Linked DNA regions of Gasterosteus aculeatus: region 1 is linked to region 2. The links are chromatin contacts, called in public Hi-C maps. All regions are on one chromosome and are shown on one strand. The core of a region is the stretch at or near the end of the contact, and the rest is flanking DNA. Distances in the headings are between cores, read along the strand shown. Region 1 has its middle 38 kb from the start of nlgn3a. Region 2 overlaps nlgn3a (neuroligin 3a).

Region 1 (4,060 bases), core at 363-2,862, 120 kb after region 2:
CCTAATGGATATTGCATGCTGAGAAAGGATTTCCAGTTCCAGTTTTTAAAAATTTAGCATGTGAAATGATGCGTCGCTATGTGACAAAGTGATTTTTCGGGGCAAGAAGAGAGCAGCGCAAATGCATCAGAAAGCTGTAGGAAAAAAAAGCGAGACCCAAAAAAGAAGAAATGCTGGGACTTTTCCCATCAAATTATTTATCCAGCCTGGCATCACTCTCGGATGTGCTGCTAAACATCAATGTGTGTTATCTAATTGTTAAAAAGTTGGGATGCTAAAAATGATTTCTATACTGCTCCACTTTTCCTCCACACTGGGGAATCGAGAGCTGTGCACCAATGAAACTCATTCAAACACCTTTATTTAGCCCACAAATCATTTCACTTATTGTAAATATTTTGCGACTTCATTTTTTTTGGGATTGGTTTGTTCTGCATCTTTGTGTTCAAGCAGCCAACGCCCGGTGACCGTTTAAATGGAATACTATTCTGAATCCTGCCAAACCATCCTGAGAATGATCTGGGAGGTGCAACCAGGGCCAGAATAAAATCCAGTTGAGACTTTGATTATAAAGCAAAACGGAAATAGCTGAACATATGGTCTACAAGGGAAAAAAGTGATATTTTTTTTAGTCTGAATATAGATTTTCTCATGTCGTTATTGTCTTCATCACAACTCTGAGATGGTAAATCGCAGATTGGATATACATGGAAAACGTTGCCCGTCATCACCTGATGGGACAGGTAGCATGACAAACTAAAGAAATTCTATAACACGCTGAGGCTCCTTTCTTACGGTTGGACGGTCAGATGGATGAGTTTTAACGTCACAATGAGATGTATTTTCTTGCTGTCAAAACGTGTCACAAGACACATCGGTGAAGATGTGAAAGGAAGCAGGAGAAGCCTTTGACAGTTTACAAAGCCCGGGAATGAAGCACTTCTTTCAGATGATCCTACCTGCATTCAGCAGCATGACATGCAATATGCAGATGTTATCAAAGTAAAAATCTGGCATGAAACTTTAATGAACAGTGCAACAGAGGGAGCAGTACGAAAGAGAAGATGATTTGCTGAAGGCAGTGTGGAATTGTTTTAGTGAAGCGTAACGGACACGGAACCTGAGAGAGGGGGAACGACGTCTACGGGCATTTGCATTTGTGAATGTAAGAGCCACCTCGGTAATTATACATACTACTCAGTTAAGACATGGCTGCAATCCACAAAGCCAATGACCATGCCTTGGACCGAGCCACAGCTCGCCCGGGGACTTGGCAGCTCAGGTGGCAAGCATGGTTCATTTCACCACTGGGGAACTCGTCAGCTTTGGTTTACGCGGTCAGCAGCTAGACGTTACTTTCCCATCGCTACATGCTAGAGCTGATTTGTTGTCCTTGGGATATAGTCTCTTAATTTTGCTTGAATTGCAGAACACATCCTTTAGTGAGCTCCATTACCTTCTTTTTTTTTTAAACAGGCACATTCACACACCAAATTGGGAGAACTGTCCAAGAGCATCAGCAAAGTTTGACCCCCGCCTACATGCAACCTATTTTGAAATCAGATTGCCCCCAGATTTACCTCCACACACCAGACAGCATTAGTCCGCAACAGAACTGGAGTTGCTAGGCAACTGAAGACACTTGCTGCAGACTGAAATGATTCTTTGATTCAAGGAAAGATCTTATATAATGCCTTACAGGGGCGGGATTTTATTTAATTGTATAAAAATTGTCTTAGTGACTAGAATGAATGGAAAATTATGTTCATTGGTGCAATGGAAAATATAACTAATTAAGGAACAGCCTTCTCGTAAGTTTACGTAAAGTAGTTTTGCTGTTATGCACATGAATTAGATAATTGCACACACCTAGACTTCATGCATAATGATTTACTGAATGGTATTTCAAACATGAGTTAAAGCAAGGCGGGGATTCCATGTGTGCTTTTGTCTAAGGTCGACGAAACATCAAAGCCGTACGAGGAGATACCAAAGTGCTGCAATTAAAACAGGCTTTCTCTAATCATCCCAAAACTCTCTAAAAAAAATAAAATTCCCATTCAGTTAAAAATCATCTGATGCACTACCCGTCAATCTCTCACATAGTTTAGCTCGTATAATAAAAAATACTGCAATGCTGCACCACACCAGCTATCACATGCCACTATTTCTGTAGTATGTTAATTACGGTTCGTCTGGTTAACATAATGTGTGGAGTGTGTATCAGCAGTAATTACCATTTTCTATACGCTTCTCCGTGCCGCAGAGACCCCTGGGAAATTACCAGGGTTAAAGGTCGAATGGTGGGAGCGCCGTGCTGTGGGTGACCTAGAGAAGCTTCCTGGAAATTAAGGCAAACGGGCTGCAGGGAAATACAGAACTTGCATGTGCTCGGATTATCTAAATCATGGGTGAGAAAACTCATAAATATGGATATTCATTATCCAGTGGTGCATCCTTCTTAGTGGATCCCTCATGAAGATTAATGAGTATTATTTTGTCATTCGCCGTAAGCCTCAGTTTCACTCGTGAGTAGACAGCACCCCCTACTGACCATAAGCAGCACTCGACAGCAGCAGCCTGCTCATTGGACGGATGTCACGTTTCACTTAAATGGCATCGATCACTTTAATAGTCGTAACCCCAGATTTAGCTGCCATTCCTCTATATTTCATCACCTCAACGTAATAAAGTCTGTTCTGATGAGAGGCTGAAAGTGGCTACAGGTAAAGTTTGTCTTGCAGCTGCTATTGAAAACAATATTGGCTAGCCAAGTGAATATTCTTAATTGTTTGAATTTAAACTTCAGCGGCCTTCAGCACTGAACGTCGCAGAGCTGTGAGTGCGGGAATGTGAATGGGACAGCTCTTGGAAATAACTAATCATGTTAACCTGGCCCCAAAACATGTTATCTACAATTATGGGCTTTTATTTTTGGTTCTTTTACTTCCTGATTTCACCGTCTTTCAAGCTCTTGCCTCCCGAGACGAGAGGTAATTGTAAAATAATCAGCTTACCTGTAATTGTCAACAGCTTTTATAAGCATAACTCAATTGCTGGATGAATAAACCAAATGTGTAATAAAGGTTCTGCTTGCATTCCTGCGATTTCACTTGTTTTATGTACAATCTTAATGTGTTGTTTATGTATAAATGTAACACGCCGGGCTTAACAAGTATACTGACCTCTTTGTTTACCTATTTATTTCACCTTTTGGCTTCCCCTGGTAGCTCTTTGTTTAACGGCACAACACAATGAATTCCAATTATTTCCCTTCGGCAATGTTTGCAGAAAGGACCAACAGACGGGTGGAACATTCTCACAGTCTTTGCAGCCCTGAAGCACGTCTCTGCGGTCAAAAAGCCCCAATAATGACCTTTCCAAGATGTTTTCCTTGACCTTTATGGAAAACGTCATGGGGTCGGGGAAAGTTGTGTTGGACAGCTCCTGAGGAGGTATTAAAAGAGAAGCGTGGTGCTTTGGGAATCTGTCCTGCACTTTCATCAACGACAACGCAACCGTGTGACAAACTTACACCGATGAAGTATCGCAAAAAGCTAAAACACAACTCCAAGCAGTGTATATGAACGATATTTGTAGAGTTTATTTGGTGAGTAGATCAACATGAATCCCATTAGTTTATGAAAATAATTCAAAAAGCTGTCTAGGGAATTTTTTTTGTGGCAAAATGATATATTTTCCTTTCACAGAGGAATGTTGAGTGTTTACTTTGCCAAAGGAATGAATAAAGGTACTTTCTTTAGCTTTTAGAGAACAGCTCTTATCATGGCGGCGACTGACTCTTCTGGGTAATTTCACTCAATCAGGAACCTTCCTAAAAAGAAAGGAAGTCCTACTAAACTGCAGCCTTTTCTCCATAGACGTTGAAACGGGAAAATAGAGTATTTATGATGAAACATGTGCAGTGAATGCAGCCTAGTGTACTACCACTAGATGCCACTGCATGACCATCAGTCAGCCATGAGCAGAGCACATTAACTACACATGAGACATATCGATGCGTGACATATGGCAGGTCATGTCGGTCTTACTGAGCATT
Region 2 (4,172 bases), core at 1,363-3,862:
AGGCAGCTGCAGGTACAAACTAGCTACTTAACTACTAAATTTCTTTCTTAACGGCTGATGCTCAGCTGAAGCTGATTTAGGGGGGGGCATACACGAGCAAAAAGAGTTGACTTATACAGATCAGTCTCCAAGAAATGTCCCTCACATAATCATTTCTCTTTCTGCGAGTGGGAGATACATTGGTGGTGAGCATACCAGACTAAACCTCGCTCTGCTGCATCTCCAATCAGTAAATACTACAGGAGTTGTTGTGAAATACTTGAGTTCTATGTTCATGAGCTATCTAAGAATTATAAACACTGATGTAGGATCACCAGTCAGGTCCCAATGCTGCACTGAAAACTGTCTGCTTTATAGCAGAATCAATAACTCCAGTTTTCTCCCCAAGAATAAAATATAATAAGATGCAAGATGAGTACATCAAGGCAATCTTTTCACAATCTCCCATTGCTGCAGCCCTACTTTGCATGAATTACAGTAAAATCTGGAGTTATGCGTGTTGATAGGCCCCAAGCCTGTTTTTCTCAAAGGTTTTGGCAAGTGAAGAGGAGTGAGGGAGGGGGAGGATGAGAGGAAGTCCTAGGGGGGTGACTTGCACTTGCTGCAAGAATGTTTCTTTTTAACTCATTCAAAATGAAAATAATAAAAAGTCCTAAAAGGGAGGAAAAGAACTTTGATCAAGAACAGAAAAAAGTTTTGTAAAACTTTATATTATTCATTTTTTACAGTTTTAATTTGGCACATGGCACAATCAGCATGTATGCATCTGGTATACATAAATAAATATTAAATATGTTATACATGAATATACATATAGGGCTCTTGCAAAGACACCTAGAAAAATCTTGGCTTAGAATGTTTCAAATGACAACAAGAATACATAGAATTTATTTGTGTTGGTGCTTTGCAGTCTGAACATTGTTTTTTTTGTGGGAGCCCTATACATATATGTATGTATGCCCATATTTATATATTATATTCAAAGAAATACAAGTGTGCACTGATGGAGGTTTATTCAGTGCAAACAGGCCACTGTCTGCTTTTGAAGAGAAACTCTTACAAATTCAATGGAATCATGTCAGTTAGTTCAGTTGAATCTTTAGCTATTTTTTTCTCTTACACGTAAAATTATATATTTATTTTATAACCTTTAAGCAAAATTAGACATATATAACTTTGAAAATAACCAAAGTGCTATTTCGCGAAAGACATACACCCAGAGACGCAGCAGAAACACTACTGGTGGCAAACAAAAATCAACGACATGAGAAAGTATTCGGACCCCTCCCAAAAAAACACACATTATACAGCCTACAAACAAAAAACAGGTGCAACCACAGTCGCGCGCACACACATACAATCTCTCACTCACACACGCAAACACACACACACACACACACTCACGCGTACAATCTCCCACTCATACACACACTCGCTTGCCACTGTGGCTTTTGCAAGTTGCGACAATGAGTCTCTTCCTTTATCTTGCCGTTTTAACCACGCTTGCGCGCAAGGAAGGAGAACTCATTTTCACATGCACGCAACCACACAGGTAGTCTAAGCAGCGTGTGTACGTGTGCACTCTCTGTGGAGATATCAGATAGCTTAACAGATAAATGGGCCGTAAAAGATGCACTTTTTTTCTTAACAAAACAATCACAGTAACATAGTATTTATCTCTGCCTTCTCATCTCCCGGCAAGAGCTGTCCCCGACAAATCATTTACGAGATAAAAAGAAGGATAACACCATTTGTGTGGCTGTCGTGTTGTTACGCAACAGAGAGAATAAAATGAGTTGCTCAAAATGTATTTAAAATCTCTACATCTGCATTTCCTCTTGGTTCCCGTCCTGGATTCAGTCTTTCTTCCTTGAGTCGTATCGGTTTCTAACGCACTCCACTTGGAATAGTCTCAGGGAATAGAAATAATGACAAAAAAGAACAAGCTTCGTAAGGCATCGAAACAGAAAACAAAGAAGCAATTAAAAACATTTGCGAATATTGACGTAGAGGCCATTGTTCAAGATGTGTCTCCCGCAGGAGGAAGGGATGGGAAATAAAAAGCACTTCTCTTTGTTTTTGTTATGAATTCGAGATAAGTGTTGATATCTCCTTTAGTCAGCTTAAAAAGGCTTTTAAAATGATTATTTTAGAAAAAAAACACTGCAGAAAGAGCCCCTCCCCTGATCAGGAGAAGGGAAGCAGTTTGATTTTGGCAGCTCTGCACAACTTGACATCCCTAGAGAGCTCTCAGCTACTCTCCTCGTAGTAAAAGTCTAGTTAAATCTCTTCACGTTTTAATCCGACTCGTGCCCTTCCCCCGCCCCTCCCCCTCTCTGTGATATTTATAAAACACAATCCTCCCCTCCGTTCGTTCGTCCTGTTTCTCCTCCTCCTCTTCCTCCTCCTCCTCCTCCTCCACCACCACCACGACCCCCGCCCCACAGCTGCCTCCTCCTCCACCGCCTGTGCCGGCTGCCCGTGGCCTCCTTAAAGCTATACGCGGGTGGTTGAGTGGGAGTGCGGCAGGCCGGTGGAGTTGAAGCCGGTGGTGAAGGTGTTGTAGGGGTGCAGGTTGGGCATGCCCACCAGGGAATTGGGGATCATCGTGATGGTATTGGGCGTCATGAGGGGGATGTCGTCCGGAGAGCGCCGCAGGGTGAGCGTGTAGTCGGGCAGCGAGGCCAAGCGCAGTGCCCCCTCGTTGCTGTTCCCCGCCTCGCACTCATGGTGCGTCTGGTTCATCTGCAGCGACATGATCTCCTCCTCGGGCGCGTGGTGGCCAATGTCGTTGGAGGTGGTCTGGCGTTGCGGGCTGGGCTGCCCGTGACCGGAGTCCTGCCGCCGCTTGTCCTTCCGGTAGTAGAGGGCTGCGAAAGCCAGCACGTTGAGGAACAGCAGCGAGGCTCCCACAGCAATCGTGACGCTGAGCTCTGTGGAGTAATCCCGCTGGTTCTCCACCAGTAGCGGCCCCGTCTCCTCGTCGTCACCCCAGGAGTCCTTGTCCTCGCTGTTGTAGGCCGGGGACATGGGAGGCCGCTTGGTGTTGAACGGCCAAGTTTTCTTGGTGGACAAGGTGTTCTGGGTTGTCTCCGGCGGGGGCACTTTGGTGGTGGTGGAGGTGTAGTGGAACATGTCGTGGAGGTTGTACAGGTGGGGCACTAGGTGTTTCCAGAAGGCCACTTTGGTGGCGCGGTAGTGGTCCCGCACGCGTGGCTTCAGGCCGATATGCAGGTAGAGCTGGTCTTGGGGGTTGTACTTGGACCAGGCCACCTCCTCAAAGCGGTTGGCCTTGGTGTGGATGAACTTGGTGTCCTGTGGTACTGGCTTGTTGGGATCCCTACGGAAAGACAGTTGACAGATGTGATAAAGTGTTAAATGAGATTCTGACGGTACGTTTCATTATTATACAGTATATGAAGCGCAAGAAAGAAAAAAAAAAAACCCGAACAGTAATCCGTCAAAGCTTACATTTTGTCTCAGCCATCAGTGGAAAATTCATCATGCTTGGACGGCAAAAGCACAGCAGCGACACGCTACGGGTACAGTGTTGATCGATCGTGGTTTGTGCGATACACTTTCTGCTTTCTGCATCAACAGACGCTGATTTCATTTTTTTCCACCGATCCACTTTTTTTTTGTCTTTGTGAGGGCATTATGTGTCTCAATGTCTGTCTCATCCTCCCCCATCCCTCTCACCCCAGATGTTGTTCTAAATTCAGTTCTGATGAAGCCCAGCCACAAAAAAAAACAGGGCAGAGGCTTTTAAAGTAAACACATATGAATAAGTCAGCAGGCTTTAGGGCTCGCGTCAGGAGGCATCTTGTTGTTGATAATCCAACGCTGGTGGAGCCCCTCTGCTAATTGCTTAGGGAAGGCACAGTGTGCATTGGCATCCCGTGTACTGATGTAAAGTGGACCATATTAATCAAGACACTAAGAGGGAACTGCAGAGGATTGCGTGTGCGCTGCCATAAAAGGATTTTTGTGTGTGTGCGGGACTCGAAGCGGCAAAAGGGATGCGTGAGAGCGGGTGAGTATGAGTGAGAGAGCGAGAGAAAGCACGGGAGGATTTTTACGGATGCAGTACTGCTTTTGATCCACAGGGTTCACTGTTCAACTTTTCAGTTCTTTTGACACGTTTTGGCTTCAACACCGGATGGCCAACCATT

The links. Hi-C and Micro-C count contacts between places; a contact is called where the count stands out from the background.
Region 1: a Hi-C map of tail fin shows a contact between it and region 2, with 2.8 times the contacts expected there. The contact joins two enhancer-like sites. A contact is called at or near these places in 2 of 6 Hi-C or Micro-C datasets (skeletal muscle and tail fin).

The regions. Positions count from the first base shown.
Region 1 is chr4:12,856,964-12,861,023 of fGasAcu3.hap1.1, forward strand. No RefSeq gene overlaps it. Among protein-coding and RNA genes, the nearest start is that of nlgn3a, 38 kb to the left of the region's middle. Within about 2 kb of position 1,613, at least 1 of the 9 cell types and tissues checked has open chromatin away from gene starts, as enhancers often do.
Region 2 is chr4:12,733,224-12,737,395 of fGasAcu3.hap1.1, forward strand. nlgn3a (neuroligin 3a) reads right to left here. Exons shown (of 6, transcript NM_001267668.1): 6 at 2,497-3,340. The coding sequence ends at 2,497. Among protein-coding and RNA genes, the nearest start is that of pcdh20l, 16 kb to the left of the region's middle. Within about 2 kb of position 2,613, at least 3 of the 9 cell types and tissues checked have open chromatin away from gene starts, as enhancers often do.